Regions from separate parts of the Sus scrofa genome. Here region 1 is linked to region 2. Evidence: chromatin contacts called from public HiChIP or PLAC-seq data. All regions are on one chromosome and are shown on one strand. Each heading gives the region's core, a stretch centred on a gene start, on an enhancer-like site or on the middle of the called end of the contact. The rest is flanking DNA. Distances are from core to core; before and after follow the strand shown.

Region 1 (3,372 bases), core at 571-3,070, 57 kb after region 2:
TTTCAGTGATAAACTCGCCCGGTCTCTTAAAGCTAATGACTCAAGGTCACGACACCAACTATACTCACCCCTAACATTCTGCACCCATTTTCCAGAAATGCCTGGTATCATTCCAAGTATTTATTGTGAAACAACCAAGAAGAGCAAAATTTCCCACCCAAAAGTGGAAGGGGAAAAAAAGAATAGGGGCCTCTACGGCAATTACCAACACACAGAATCTTCCATCATGACACACTGCTCTAAAACTACCTCCTATTCTAGGGAGCCATATGCAAAAGGGACATTAATGCTTAGAAGGCTGAGTAACACTGAGGAGGAAGGTGTAACAGCTTGCTTTGGGGGGATGTCTTCACACTTGTGTAGGCTCAAGAATATCCACATTTTACTCAACATTTTGGTATCGAAATCCCTAAAAAGCAATGATCTAATTTCCCATGTGTGGCCTGAGAAATATTTGTTCCTAGGAATGTTAAATGGTTACTCAACAAAAGGGTTGGGAGGTTAGGAAAACACCACATTAAATAAAACTGTTATGTTGCCTTTACACAGGGCTCCTTGGGAACTTGAAGATACTAGGTGAAAACGTGCACTATAAATCACCAAAAGATGAACAGAGCACATCTCATTTCTCAAACTTATTTGATCACAAAATCCTCTATCCTGCCCTCAAGCTGACCTCAAGGACTAGTGTTTATTCAGGAAAAAACAACAAAAAAACCCCCACACAAACCAATAACAATGACAGCTAGAGGAAAGGCTAAATTAATTCCCTTAGTTTTTACTTCCCTATTCGCAGCTCTGGCTCACCAGTACCAGTACAGTTTTGTGAGTCTTTTCAAGGGAGAAAAGACTGTGGTCCATCAGAAATAATATTTACCAATAGATTTTCTGTACCTGGCTCATTCAAAACTATTTAACTATTCCACCACAGCTCATAGGCACAAGAAGATACTTCAGTAACAGAGAACTACCTCTCCAAAGCAAGGAGATGGGGCAAATGACTGACTAATGAATAGCACTGGTACCACTAGAAGAGAGCCATGACTTCAATCTTTTTCACAACCTTTTCCACCAGGTCCTACCCTAGGGTTTGTTTGTTTTTTTGTTTATTTTGGTTCCCCATTTTAAGATATGTTGGGGCTTACTATGTACATTAGGCAAAGGCAAAAGGTAAAGTAAAATGATAGGTAAGGTCAAAGGACTTCTTAAAAAAGCTCTTTCCTGGGACTGCTCAAACCATGAATCCAACCTTTAAAAGCAAACCAGAGAGCTAACTGATGTGGCCCTGGCAGCTCACACATATCCAAGAGTTCCTAAATTGTGCCTCTTCTGAATCTGAGGGCCTCAGCTGATCCATGAGAGTCCAATATATATAATAAAAAAGCTTGGAATTCCCATCCTGGCGCAGCAGAAATGAATCCGACTAGGAACCATGAGGTTGCTGGTTCAATCCCTGGCCTTGCTCAGTGGGTTAAGGATCCAGTGTTGCCATGAGCTGTGATGATCCTGTGTGGCTGTGGCTATGGCTGTGGCCTGCAGCTGCAGCTGTGGCCTGCAGCTGCAGCTCTGATTCGACCCCTAGCCTTGGGAACCTCCATATGCTGAGGGTGCAGCCCCAAAAAGCAAAAAAAAAAAAAAAAAAAAAAAAGAAGCTGACATCAAGAAAAATATAAACCACTTTATAAATGAAAATATCTATGAATAAGCAGGTACTGTATATGATGGCTAGAATCCCTGAAGCTCCCCTTACATGGCACTGGCTTAGGCCACTGCTTCCTTTTACTATCTTGAGGGAACTGGTTCCTCACAATGGTAAGAAGCACTTCTGAGTCATCCAACAGTCATCAGAGTAGAAGTTAAAAATGTTTTGACACACCCATCAGGATGCCTATCATCCAAATAACAGAAAATAACAAGTGCGACGAGGATATGGAAAAACTGCTGGTGGGCATGTAAAATGGTATACCTGAAAAACAGTTTAGTATTTCCTCAAAAAGTTAAACAGAATTGCCATATGCTCTACCGGTTCTGGATATATACCAAAAAAAAAAAATTGAAAACAAGAACTCAGATACATGTACACCTATGTTCACAGCAGCATTATTCACAACAGCCAAAAGGTGTAAACAACCCTAATGATTGCAGATAAAAGGATAAACAAATGTGGTATACACATACAATGCAACATCACTCAGTCATAAAGAGGAATGAAACCCTGCTACGTGCTACACATACATGAACCTTGAAAACTTTATGCTAAATGAAATAAATCAGACACAAAAGACAAACGTTACACGATTTCCACTTAGATGAAGTATCAGGATAGGCAAATCATGTAGATAAAAAGTAGAAGAGAAGGTACCAGAGACTGAGAGAGTAATAGGGTACCAAGTTTCTGTTTGGGATGATGAAAATATTCTCCGTATTTCAGAATAGTGGTGATGGTTACACAAATCAACACATTTAATGCCACTGAATGGTAGACAATACGGTTTAAATGGCAAAATTTGTTTACCACAATGAGAATTTTTTTAAACGTCTGTGGTTAGAAAGGCCAACACATTTATACTGTTATATAATTCCTATATCATGGTTTATTTTGATTTTAAACTTTGCTAGTTCATAGTCATCATTTTTTTTTTCATGTGAGCAGAGTTCTTAGGTTCTCTCTTTGTAACTGTCATGACACCTATTTAAATAAATAATTTCTTCTGTGATTTAACCCCCAAGATGAAAGAGAGAGGAGGCTGGGAGGAAGGAAAGACCACCACGCAGTCCATCCAAACTGCTACACTTCAATTCCTCTCCTTCTGAAAACTACTTAGTAAGTAAGGGTTGAATAAAACAGACCTTCAGAAGCTTACTAAATCAAGCCACTACCTAGTTCATGGTACAGCAGAAGTCAGAGATCCTCAAATCTCCAAACCATTGAGGAAGCAGAGGCTGACTATGCAATGCACTGGAGAAAACCTGGGGGCTGCATTTTTCCTTCATCACGTAACACTAATCCTGTGAACATGACTGTAGACGAATCGCTATTCTCTACCCTTCCACAGCAATTCTCAAAACTCCAGAATCTGGAAAACAGGCAAGTAAATCTCAAACCAGATGGTTATCCTAGTTTGATGGTAATCCAATTTGGATACTGTCTTTATGCCATAACACCTTGTGAATTCTTTATCCCTGGGTCAACCTAATAGTCTCCTTTTATCCTTACTCTCAGAGTTTAAAAAAATAAGGGGTTAGGAGTTCCCGGGTGGCCCAGTGGGTTAAGGACTCTACAATGTCACTGCTGTGGTGTGGGTTTGACCCCTGGCCCAGGAACTTCCACATGCCACCAGCACGGCCAAAAAACTTTAAGAGGGTAAAATT
Region 2 (3,325 bases), core at 167-2,666:
TTCTAAAATTGGCCCAGAGGTTTGTAGTTTATACATCGGAAACATGAAGTTCAAGAGTTTAACTGTTTGCATCAAGTTGCCTCACTTGTTCTATGGATTATGCATTAAATCACACTTCTTTGCTCCATATAATAAACTATTAATTTGGTTTATTTTGCATTTGGCTTCTGTGGGGAGCCTTATTTTCCTCCACCTTTTACCACAGTTGGCTGCAAATTCTCAGTCTACATCCAACGTTTAGTAACGTTTGTTGTAAATGGAAACGATCTGCCTCAAATGAAGATTTTAAACTCTTGGTTTCCTTTTGCTAAACTCAAGTAACCATTTCTACATTCCTAACTCTTGCCTATGCCAAGGGGTTTATTGTTATCTTCTACCCTCAAACGGCCTAAAACAAAGGACCTCAATTACCCCATCTGTTAAACGAAGTAGACTCAAGTCTTTTTTCTATACTGACTTTCCCTGTCCGACCCCAGTTTTGCCATTATCTGCCCTCTGACCCAGGCCTTGGCCCTTGACTCGATTTCCTAATTTACAAATCACAACGTCCAGGTTACGTTCACTTCATCCAGTGCCTCCCGCGCCAAGGGGCCTTTGGTGACCCGGGACATCAGACCCACGGAACTGGCCACAGGGGCCGGGGTTAACGGCCCCCAGGACTCTACCAAAGGATGGAAAGGGCGGTGTCAGAAGGCAGGGCCAAGCAGGATGACAGGTAAATTGGAGACTGGGGCAGGGCGAGGAAACGGCCGGAGTGGGGCAGGGGCCACAAAAAGGTAGCCAGGCCTGAGGCGGAGGCTGGGGAAGGGAGAGGGAGAGGAGAGGCCTTGGAGAGGGCGAGCCAACGGGAGCCGGAAGAAGGATCAAGGAGAAGAGTCCAGGGGATGAAGGGAACGGGACCAAAAGGGGAGCAGCTAGGAAAAGGGGGCGGGGCCAGCGACCTCGGAGACTTGACCAGATGGGGAAAGCTCAGCAGTGAGACCGCCGAGCTGAAAGAAAACCAAAACCACTTGGGTTTCGGGCCGCTGGTCCCCATTGGGGGTCCTGGGAATTAGTACCTGAATAAGCGCCTTCACTTCCAGGTCGAATTTAACAATCTCTTGGTTACAGATCCGTACGTGGACATCCTGGGGAGCCGCCATGTTGGGGAATGCTGACTACGGACAGCCGCGGGGCCCAAGTTCCAACGCGTTTTCTCCCGGCCTCCCTTCCTTCCCGGCCGGGCCTTGGGGCAGCGCCCCCTAAAGACCGGCCTGCGGCGAGCGAGGGCGGCGGCGCAGTGGTGGGGACTTTCCCTGACACGTGGGCGCGCACTCAGTCGGCCTGTTGGTGTGGATCTAGTTAAGAGAGAGAGAGAGAGAGAGAGAGAGCGAGAGCGAGAGCGAGAGCCGAGGGTATTATCGAGAACGCTTTAACGGTGATCCCTCCGCATACTCCGCCCATCAGCCACTCTAAAGAATGCGGGGTTTTTTGCATGGGGGCGGGGGGTGGGGGGAACCGCTGGAAGAAAAGTATCAACTGGGATATCTCTGAAAGGTATAATTAACAATTGTTTACACTTTTTTAAACTTTCTTGTATTTTCATATTTTCTACAGTGAATATAAATTGTGGAATGAAAGAAAAAAATGACAAACGTTGTTACACTTTTTTAAATATACGAAATTCAAGGCAAGTCCCTAGGGAATCTTCTGTTAGTCCAGCTTGAGTGCTAGGGATCTTTGCGTCTAAAATGCGCAACTGGTAAGTCACATTCCAGTTTATACCCCTTCTCTGCTCCTGGCGGTTCCCTTTTGTGTACAATTAGATTTATTAAATAATTTACCTGGCTGGAGTAGTTTTGATGGAAATAACAACCTGGCTGTTGTCTCTCTCTCAACAGACAGAGAGTCTTTCACTTTATTTTTCTTATAAAATAGTCCAAGTTTCTTAACTTGGCCCTCAAGACCATCAGCTACCCCACCCAGCGCCCCCGCCCCCCTTGCATTCTTCAAGCTCTTTTTGGGTCCGTAGTTGTGGGGTTTTTGTTTTGTTTTTTGGGTGGTTTCTCTTTGGCTGTGCCTGGGACATGTGGAAGTTCCTGGGCCAGGGATTGAACCTTTGCCGGAGCAGCAACCCCAGCCATTGCAGTGACAGTGCTGGATGCTTAACACCCTGAGCAAATGGGAAGTCTGGATCTGTAGTTGTGGAATGTGCTTTTCTCCTTCTTAGAATGCTTTTCCCCACTTGCCCTCACCCCATTCACCTTTGTTCTGCAATCATAGACTGGGAAAAACTGAGTGTCAGCTGTTGCCCTTTAGCCTCACAACCACCCTTGAAATAGGTAATAACCCAGTTTCACAGTTCGGGAGTTGGACTAAGGCCAGATCAAAACAAAACAAAAAACGAGTTCCCGTCGTGGCTCAGTGGTTAACGAATCCGACTAGGAACCATGAGGTTTTGAATTTGATCTCTGGCTTTGCTCTGTGGGTTAAGGATCTGGCATTGCAGTGGGCTGTTGTGTAGGTCGCAGACGAGGCTCAGATCTGGTGTTGCTGTGGCTCTGGTGTAGGCTGCGGTCTGGGAACCGATGAGGGGTCCAGTTAGACCTCTACCCTGGGAACCTCCACATGCCGTGGGTACGGCCCTAGAAAAGACAAAAAAGACAAAAACAGAACAAAACATCCTTGCCCCAAGGTTGCCCAAATTAAAAGTGGCAGAGCCTTAAGTGAAAGCCCTATCTTCCTTCCCTCAAAAACCAAATATGGCCCCTTGAATAGTGTCGAATAAGGGGGGAGCTGCGTGCTCCCACATCTGTATTCCTCCAGTGTTCCACACCCCCTCCCTCCAGGCCTTCATTATTCCACTGCATCTAATAGAGAGGCCACGTGAGGGTTAAGGCAGGCTTCCCCTCTCGGTACTTCAGCCTCCTCAGAGGCTAGCTGGTGGAGATCACAGCTACATGAAGTCATACATAAAAAGCACCAAGCACAATGTAGTAATGTGGCACATGCTAAGAATGCAAAGCACATTGGCCGCTATTATTATATTACTGACATTTGTGGCACTCTTCCCTTGTGCCAGGAACTTTATATGAAGTGCTTTATGTGTATCATTCTTTCACAACAGCCCTGAGGTAGAATTATCCACTTCCTACAGATAAAGAAACAGGCACAGAGAGAATAATGACTTGCCCAGCGCAATGGAATGGCTAGGTCGAAGGTTACATGCATTTCAAAATTCTAATACATACAACTGCATTGCTTTTCTTAGAGGTTATATCAATTTACACTCCCACCAGCGATGTGGTATGAACGCCCGCTTTCTCATGGCCTCACCCACATGGTG

What was found. HiChIP or PLAC-seq counts read pairs in DNA pulled down with a chosen protein or histone mark.
Region 1: a contact with region 2 is called in an H3K27ac HiChIP or PLAC-seq map of alveolar macrophages. The contact joins the enhancer-like site here to the promoter of BNIP1 in region 2. A contact is called at or near these places in 12 of 47 Hi-C or Micro-C datasets (adipocytes, alveolar macrophages, embryonic fibroblasts and 8 more) and 1 of 2 datasets of contacts at active chromatin or transcription factors (alveolar macrophages).

The regions. Positions count from the first base shown.
Region 1 is chr16:51,195,336-51,198,707 of Sscrofa11.1, forward strand. All of the region lies in intron 1 of CREBRF (CREB3 regulatory factor), which reads right to left. Among named protein-coding and RNA genes, the nearest start is that of CREBRF, 14 kb to the right of the region's middle. Within about 2 kb of position 1,821, at least 2 of the 83 cell types and tissues checked have an H3K27ac peak or open chromatin away from gene starts, as enhancers often do. A contact at or near this core is called in alveolar macrophages, where this site is marked.
Region 2 is chr16:51,138,973-51,142,297 of Sscrofa11.1, forward strand. It overlaps BNIP1 (vesicle transport protein SEC20), which reads right to left and starts at 1,417. Exons shown (of 6, transcript XM_003134044.6): 1 at 1,059-1,417. The coding sequence starts at 1,142. It overlaps LOC102165988 (a long non-coding RNA gene), which reads left to right. Exons shown (of 4, transcript XR_002339699.1): 1 at 1-715; 2 at 1,111-1,536.